Linked DNA regions of Mus musculus: region 1 is linked to region 2. Evidence: chromatin contacts called from public Hi-C data. All regions are on one chromosome and are shown on one strand. The core of a region is the stretch at or near the end of the contact, and the rest is flanking DNA. Distances in the headings are between cores, read along the strand shown. Region 1 overlaps Sipa1l1 (signal-induced proliferation-associated 1 like 1). Region 2 overlaps Gm30799 (a long non-coding RNA gene).

Evidence for each region. Hi-C and Micro-C count contacts between places; a contact is called where the count stands out from the background.
Region 1: a Hi-C map of liver shows a contact between it and region 2, with 4 times the contacts expected there. The contact joins two enhancer-like sites. A contact is called at or near these places in 3 of 484 Hi-C or Micro-C datasets (cerebral cortex and liver), 1 of 115 datasets of contacts at active chromatin or transcription factors (embryonic stem cells) and 3 of 9 other capture datasets (adipose tissue, embryonic stem cells and liver).

Annotation. Positions count from the first base shown.
Region 1 is chr12:82,331,070-82,335,226 of GRCm38.p6, forward strand. The region is part of intron 1 of Sipa1l1 (signal-induced proliferation-associated 1 like 1); the gene reads left to right. Among named protein-coding and RNA genes, the nearest start is that of Sipa1l1, 22 kb to the left of the region's middle. Within about 2 kb of position 1,977, at least 35 of the 459 cell types and tissues checked have an H3K27ac peak or open chromatin away from gene starts, as enhancers often do. A contact at or near this core is called in liver, where this site is marked.
Region 2 is chr12:82,083,953-82,087,985 of GRCm38.p6, forward strand. All of the region lies in intron 3 of Gm30799 (a long non-coding RNA gene), which reads left to right. Among named protein-coding and RNA genes, the nearest start is that of Gm30799, 16 kb to the left of the region's middle. Within about 2 kb of position 2,294, at least 75 of the 459 cell types and tissues checked have an H3K27ac peak or open chromatin away from gene starts, as enhancers often do. A contact at or near this core is called in liver, where this site is marked.

The DNA of each region.
Region 1 (4,157 bases), core at 727-3,226, 250 kb after region 2:
TGCAGACTTAGCATCTGAAAACTAAGGCACAGAACTGCATGGAGGTGCTTGCACAATGCTGGGCGTTGGACTAGAAAACCTGAAACTGTTGGGGTGGGTCCTGGATGACTGATGGAGACACAGGAAGCATTGGGGACAAGGACAAGATCAGCAGATCAAACTCCCAGGACCTGCCAAGGTAGGAACAATGTCCAGGAGCTGGCTTTGGAAACTACTTCTGTTTTAGACAGCCATAAGCTTCGGGCTCCCAGCTTGAGCAGATCTAGCCACTCCTCTCTTCTCGCCTGTGAAAGGGCTCTACTCATCTCCTTTGCCCCAGCAGTGTGAGAATGCCTGCCTGCTTTAATTGTACCACCATTAACTGAGCACTGGCTTTCCTAGACGTTTTCCTAATAGGTGTTAAATGATGTTGTGTTGATTTCCCTGTCTTTGCTTATTATAGCCACAGTCTCAGTAAAAATACACAGGCCTTGACTTTGTGTTCTGTTAAAGAAATTTTCTTACTTCAGTACAGTCTCTTTTAAACTTGTTTTAACTGCTGTTTTTCAAGAAAACTTCCAACAAACAACAACAACAAAACAGCTTTTCAGTAGACCTTATGTTAGAGGCTGTAACATTAAAGGTGATAATAACACACAATGAGACCAGGGTCTCTCTCAAGTAGAAACTTTGGTTTCTAATGTAATGATCTTGATTTTTGTGGTTTTTTTTTTCCATAAAAAATAATCCTAAGTTCTTATGGTCCCTCACAAGGAATGTTAAAAAAGTAGCTTTCTGAAGGAGAATATATCCAAGTGCTGTGTGCATAGGTATGAGATAAGCAAGGGATAAGGCACAGGCTGAGATAAGAGTAAAGGCTGCAGGAAGGGAGTTTGACAGGGTTGTGTCCAACCGCCGTCACTGCCTAGACCCACAGTCTCATGGTACCTGGTGCTTAAGCCAAGTGCAACATCCCCCTCCCTCCAAGTTCAAAGTTCAGGGATGGTGGGACCATGGAGAGACTGGCTTTAGCTGTGGATATTGGTCCTGCATTTGGGCAATTCTGGTTTATCCCTAAGGTTGTTGTGCCCATCAAGAGGATGTAAATGTTGTGCTTATGGGCGCTTCTGAACCAGAACCTATGAACAGGCAAGCGATCAGATTTCCAGCTTTACTGCCAACACGCTTACTCCTTATTTGGAGGGCAGGAGCTGTCATGAGACTTGAACCCTCCTGTGTGTGCTGAGCACATCCTGACTAAGCCGTGCTCTATCCCTAAGAGTGTACTTCAGGAGCAGACTTGACATTCCAAATGGGCAGTCACTATCTTTTTACCACGGAAATCAAAAGGAGGTGAGCGAGAACTAAAGGACTGTGTTAGCAGGTTTTATTCTAAATACTTGATTGGTGATTGTTTATGTTTTACTTCATTGGTTTTTTGCCCCCTAATTATAAATTAAAGCTGAAATAAGGAAAGTGTAAGAAATCAAGAATTTTAAGTTTGAAGGAACAGATAAAAACTCAAGATTTTACATAGTGTATATCTTTGTATATGCATATAATTCATTTAAAAAACAAAAAACAAGGCATTTCATTAATTTCTGTCTTATTTTGGGGGGCCAGGTGGCCTGAATAAGTAGTATATAAGGCTCCTTTTTGTTTACAGAGCTAGGCTCTATATAAAAGTTGAGCAGTGACATGGGAAGTTGTTGGACCAAGTTCCAGATTGGGAGCTGGTGGTGGCTTCTCTGCCTCTTCAGACAGCGGCCCTCCTTGCTGGTTGTCTGCTTTGCTGGAGCTCTAAGTACACAGGTCCTGTCAGTGGTGATCAGGCCGCTGCACTTGGCTCTTTTCTGTTCTTGCCACTCGGTGTCTTACATGTGCACCCAGCTCACTCACACTGTGGAAAACACAGACAGTCCTGAGTGGCTGCGGTGAGGTTAGGGCTGGGTGTCTTAAAGAAGGTACATAACTGGCTGGTGTCGGGGGCATGCGCACAGCTCTGGTTTGCTTTTCAGCACTGAGTAAAACCAGGTGTGCTGACACGTAACTGTAATTCTAGCTCTGGGGAGGTGAAGGATGGAGAATCTGAAATTCAAGGTTATCCGCAGTTCCATGGCCAGGTCAAGGCCAGCTTGGCATGCGTGAGGCTCTGTCTTAACTTTTCTTTTAAAAAATAAGAAACATATAATTGGTTGATTTAAAACAAACAAACTTGAAAAGTCAGGACAACAAAGATGTGACTTTTATATTTGAGGATAAAGGGTCACAATTATTTGCCAGTCATTGATTTGAACTTCCCTCCCATTTCTGTGCTGGATTAACCCCTCCGCTGTCACTGACCCATGACACTGTCCCAGTGGACTTTTCCAGAGTTTGGATTGCTGATTTGCTCTGCATTAGTAGGCGTTTCCCTGGGACAGTGTCAGCCAGTTTTAAGTAGGTCATTCACAGCTTTTTTAAAGGATTTATTCATTTGTGTCTGTTTTCATGTTCTTTGATGGCAAGAGGGCCGGGGGAGATGAGCGGGTGTCAGCCTTCCTTTCCTACTGGCATGACATTTGTGAATCGGAGAGCTGAAACTGAAGCCCCTGTGAGCTGTGTGGTGGTGACACCTGAACTCAGGGCTGGAACTGTGCTCTCTTGTTGTATCAACCTAGGAACCGCCCACACTACTCCAGCCTCTCCGCATTTCACCTGGGATCCTCTGGCCTCTATTTCTAACCCTTAGTTTTCAAAAATACTGGTCACCAGGGAGGAAATGCCCAAACATGTAGAGTTAATTATGGGATTCCAGAGTGGAGGAGCCTACTACAAGGAGCAGAGCTTGAGGATTAGACTATAGAGGCAACAGAGCCCCCATCTCTTCTGCACTGCAGGGTGTCTTTGAGAAATGCAGAGGTATCTCTTCACACGGCTCCAGTGTTATTAGAAAAGTATGTTCTGGAAGGGCAACCTGGCCTGACAGCTCCAATAAGCAGTGAGGCATGAGGTCTGTTCATAGGCGGGCTCTGCTTGGCTATTTAACCTTTATGGGTTTCTACTTTCTGGCCCTGAGCTTCCTCATGTGGGGAATCTAGTTCTCACCAAGGTCGTCTTCACGGAAATTGACAGTTTTGTGTTTGGAACGTTGCCTTAGTAACTCAAGCCCAGTCATCTGGTAGTTCTTAGTGACATGGCACCTTACCCATTTCCTGCAGCCTAGTGAAGGAAGCCATGTGGAGGGAGCCTCTGTTTAGCCCTGCCTTTCAGGCCTACTTTAGGCCAAGGTGGGCCTGGTAGCTGTTGAGATGCTCTGAAGGGTCCCAGACTGACCACCAGTTTAGAAGCCGCTGCTGCCACTGTTTATTATTTTCCTCCTGGATGGATGCATTTCTAGTAGACCCAGAGCCTGGGGGAGACTTAAGAAGTGACATGGACTGGACAGGGAGGCCTTTTTCTTCTGTATTAGCTAATTATTCATTCTTTAACTGCCAGCACAAATGTGTTGAGTGTGTGCCCACCTCATAGAAAGCACCTGTGTTACACATAGCCCACTTACCTTGTGTTGCTGGGTGTGATATTTCCCTTCTGAACTATTTCTCTGTTCGTGGAGTCTGAGATCCTCAACTCACTGGCTGCTTATGAGGACTGAGACATATGACAGAGTCCCTCCATATAGAGCCTTTAGTCACAGCTTGTGTGTGGGCATCCAGATGCAGTGATGAATAGATCGGACTGTCTGCAGTCTGTTTGAGGAAGTGCTACTAACAGGGAGGGAGGGATTCCATGTGTCTATCCGGAGGCTTTTCTTTTAGAGTCTTCCTTAGGTGATGTTCTAGAATCCTGAGTGCACTGTAGGAGCTGCTGCTGTTAATTCTTGAGGCCCGCTGATTTGGATTTGAGTTGTGCTTAGAACAGACTGTTCTTGCTGCCCCTTGACTCTTCAAGCTAACTGTGGTGTACTTTTTCAAGTGCACTTTGTTAAATTGTCTTCAGAACATATAATGTTCAAAAAAAAAAACCCCACCATGCTCTTAACAAAGCCATTTTGAGGCTCCTTTCTTGAGCTGTCTGGTTTCTACACATCACTTTTCTCTTCCCTCAACTAGATAGCTGCAGGGATTTGAGGCTGGAATGTGCCTTTCTGTGCAGGAGGGTGGGTCCTAGCTAACAAGCTGGCAGCCTGCAGAAGCTTT
Region 2 (4,033 bases), core at 1,044-3,543:
AAAATGCAGATTACACTCCACTGTCTTCAACCTTGACTGGCATCTTCATAAGAGCACAAGATGTCCCCTAGGAAGGGCAGTGGACTGTAACTGGAAAGTTGAGCAGTCCTTTTTTGGCATGTGATCATTTAAAACTCTAAAGCCTGAAATGACATTATAAAAATAATGTTGATGTTAATATAAACCAAACACTATTTTTTAGGGAGTCATAATTCTGGTGATAATTCTGTCTTCTCTGCCACATCATCAGAATGTCTATGTGGCTTTCTGCATTCCATGGGGAAACCGTATGTTCTGGGTATATCGTGTGTGTGGTTTAGTAGGATATGTGTGTGGTATATACATCTGTGTATGTGTAGTGTATTTATGTGTGTATGTGTGTGGTGTGTGAACGTGTGTATGTATGGGGGGTTAGTAATATATGTGTGTGGTGTATGCACATGTGTATGTATGGGGGTTAGTAGTATATGTGTGTGCATGTGTGTGTATGTGTAGTATATGTGTAGTATATTCATGTGTAGTGTAATATATATGTGTATGGTATGTGCATGTGTATATGTATTGTAGCATTAGTAATATATGTGTATGGTGTATACACATGTGTATGTATAGGGGGTCAGCAGTATATTATGTAATGTGTGCAGTATGCATGTGTATATGTATGGGGCTTAGTAATATTTGTATGCTATGTACATGTGTGTATGTATAGGGGGATTAGTAGTATATGTGTAGGGGCCAGAGAGGGAAGCCGGGCATCCTGCTTTATTACTTTTGGTCCCTTTGGGACAGATTCTCTCATTGAACCTGGAGCAATCCTCCTGTCTCTGCCTCCATGGTGCTGGCATTACAGGAGTGTGCATACTCAGCCACATGGCTTTTAAATGGACACTGAGGATTTGAACTCAGGTTTTCATGCTTACACAGCAAACGCTCACTGAGCCACCTCCCTGCTCCTCACCACCACAGTCTCTCTCCTTATTCGCTAGTTTAGCATCGTTGGGCCACTTGTTGAAAGAAACCAAGAATTCATTTATACCCAACTTCCTTTCATACAGGAGCGTGGAGGTAAACACTAGCATCCCAGAATCGCCCTTCTCTGATAAGAAGCCCTTGGTTTTATTCTGAGTGTCCCCAGCATCTTGCTGGTCATTAGCTCAAAGGCCCAGGCTGAAGCAGAGCCTAGGAAAGCCCACCCCAAAGGCTCCTTGCTAACACCTTCCAGAACCTTCTAGTAAAAACTCTTCCACTCACCTCTTGCCCCAAGTGAATAGAGCCCTGGATGTACTGCTGTAAGGGACCAGGATTAGACAAAGAACGGACTCAAATAGTATGTAAACCCAAAAACTGTTTTATTTTACAGAAGTCCAGCATGCTGGGGTCCCCCCCCCAATTACCAAGATAGAGAGACACCCCAAGTGAGCTTGCAGGCCTGATTTAAAGTACACTAGGGAATTCTGGAGTAGGTGACCTCTATGTTAATCTGTTGGGTCCATCTCTAAGGACATTCCATTATCAGGGTGTGGGGGCTGGAAACTTGCTGGGGAAGTCTGGAAACTGTTACTGAGGAAGTAGCTGACAAGTCTGGAAACTGCTGCTGACCCATCATTGTCCTTGCCTCAGGCCAGGTGGCAGGGCTGCTTCTGAGGCCTGAACTCGCCTGGGATTGCCCAGTTCTTGAAGAAAGAGATTTAGGCCTAGTCTCCTTCAATGCTAATTTGAAGCCTGTCATGGAATCAGCCTAGCCTTCTCACTGTTGTGTTCAGATTGGGCTCTTCAGTAACAGAGAACCGACCTAAATTAGATCCCTAGGTTCTTTTCTGTTTTCTGAGTGCTTAATCAGGGAAAATGCTAATAAGCTGATAGTAGATGGTGTGACCAGTCCCCTGTCTCAGCTACAGGAGGGATTGATTGGGTGAGGTAGGCCCCGGAGGGCCCTAGGTGTTGCCAGAGCCTAACTTTGGGATTCTTGGCTTAACTGCAGACCTCGTGTGTAGTTTTCCTCTCCCTTTCCCCAGCCTCCAGCAAATCAGACCTTTGTTCCCATTTCCAGGAGGGAGAGGATGTGGGAAGGACTGGAGGGATTGTCAAGCATAGCTAACCTAAGTCAGATCTCCAGGCCACAGCCGAAAGGCAGCTCTGCCATGTCCTCTATGTCCTTAACGTAAGCAAGAAGCTGGGTCTTAGCGTCCTGTTCTGAAGGTTAATGTTCTGACTCAGGGCTTAGTCATCCCTTTTCTGTGCCTCTCTGCCCCTCGTCGTTGTTTCACTCTGGTGCCATTATTTGCCCAATCCCTTGAGTAAGAGGTGACAGCCAGGGCCAGAGCAAACAGCTGGAAACTGTACCCCCTGGGGAACTGGCAGACCTGACAAAGTCAGTTGATTCCTTTCAACCTTTGACCAGCTGAAAAAGTGGAGATCACTATACCTGGCTTGAAGGTTGTTTTGTTTTGGCTGGGTGAACTGGAAATGCTTAGAACCCCCACCAACTCACCCTACCCCATCCTATCCCCATCTCCTCATGCCCCCAGCCCCCCTGCTACTGTTGTCTCTGTCCACTGTGGTTCTGGGTAGCTGTTACTACCTGTCTCCTGATTTATCAGGCTGAGAATAAGAGGGCAGGGTTGCATCTTCTTGCAGCTGGTAATTACAATGTTGGACAGAGAGGAAGGGCTCTCTCTGTTCAGAAGCATTGAGCAGATTTGAGCAAGAGCCTGAGTCACCACAGTGTGAGAGCCTTATATGTCTTGAGTCAGTGGTTCTCATATATATTTTTTTTTGTTGAGGATATATCTGAAGGGGCTGGCATCATGAAACAAGAATCAATAATAATTGTGACTTAATTTTCCTTGCTGGAGAACCATGTCTTACCTTGTGGGCAAAAATAACCACTGTGGGCCCACCACCTATTGGGAAGTCCTCCAGCACTGGGGCAGGGTGGGGAAAGTTTCTATCCTGATCTCCCACCATCGTCATACAAACATACATTCTGTGTGTAACTCATCACCAGGCTTCTTGGTTATTGGCTGGACTGCTCATCTCATGTATCACAGTACTTCAGGTTGTAACTACAGTCTGCTGGCCTGCAGCTCTCAGACAGGCCCTTCAGCTTTGCCCTGGAACCCAGGCTCTGCAGTCTCAACTTATCAACAGTCCCAATTGTCACTAACATGTAGTAACTGATAATTTTGCTAAGAAGTCAATTATTTTTTTAATTAACTTAGAAGTAACTCATAAGCATGTGTGTATTGCAAATGTACAGACTGTAGAGAAAGTTTCTCTTTTTTTGTATCAGTCAGGGTAGGACACATTGTGATACTGAAACAAGCAGCTCCAAATCTTAGTGACTTTTTGATAACAACTGTTCAACTGTTTATTGCCTTAACACACTACCTTTCAGTCTCCTTATGCCCTTGGGTATGGATATATCCATATATATGCATGTAGTGTGTGTATGTATGTGTGTGTCTAGATATACATATGACTCCAGCTCCTTGTGTACATTATTCATACTGTTCTGTGGTGGCTTATAGTGCCTTAGAAAGTGTTTACTGGCATGTATAAGTCTCCCCAACTCTTTCTAACAATTCCATGGCATTTCAATATACTTAAATTCTGGAAATCTGTATCCGTCGAGTTTTTCTAAGGAACAAAACTGATAGAATTAATTAATTAATTAATTAATACCCATATATTATTTAAGGGATTTATTAGAGAAGCTACAAGATGTGGTCTGAGGACCAACAATGTCTGTCTCCTGACAGAAAGTACCAAGATTTGGTTGTTGTTCAGTCTAGGAGAAAGGATTTCTCAGCCGTTCTGACCTGGTGCTGGAGTCCCCGGGAAGCTCTACCGAGCTGGCGGTTTACAGCCCACATTGGAATCCTGAAGAGGTAGATTCTAACTCCAGGGAAGGAACGGCTCAGGGACAGGAGAGATGAATTTGCCAGTAAGAGTGAGGGCAGGCAGTCAAAAGCAGACACTTCCTTCTTCCTTTTATGTGGGCAGCCATCAGTGGGTGTGGCCCAGATTTAGG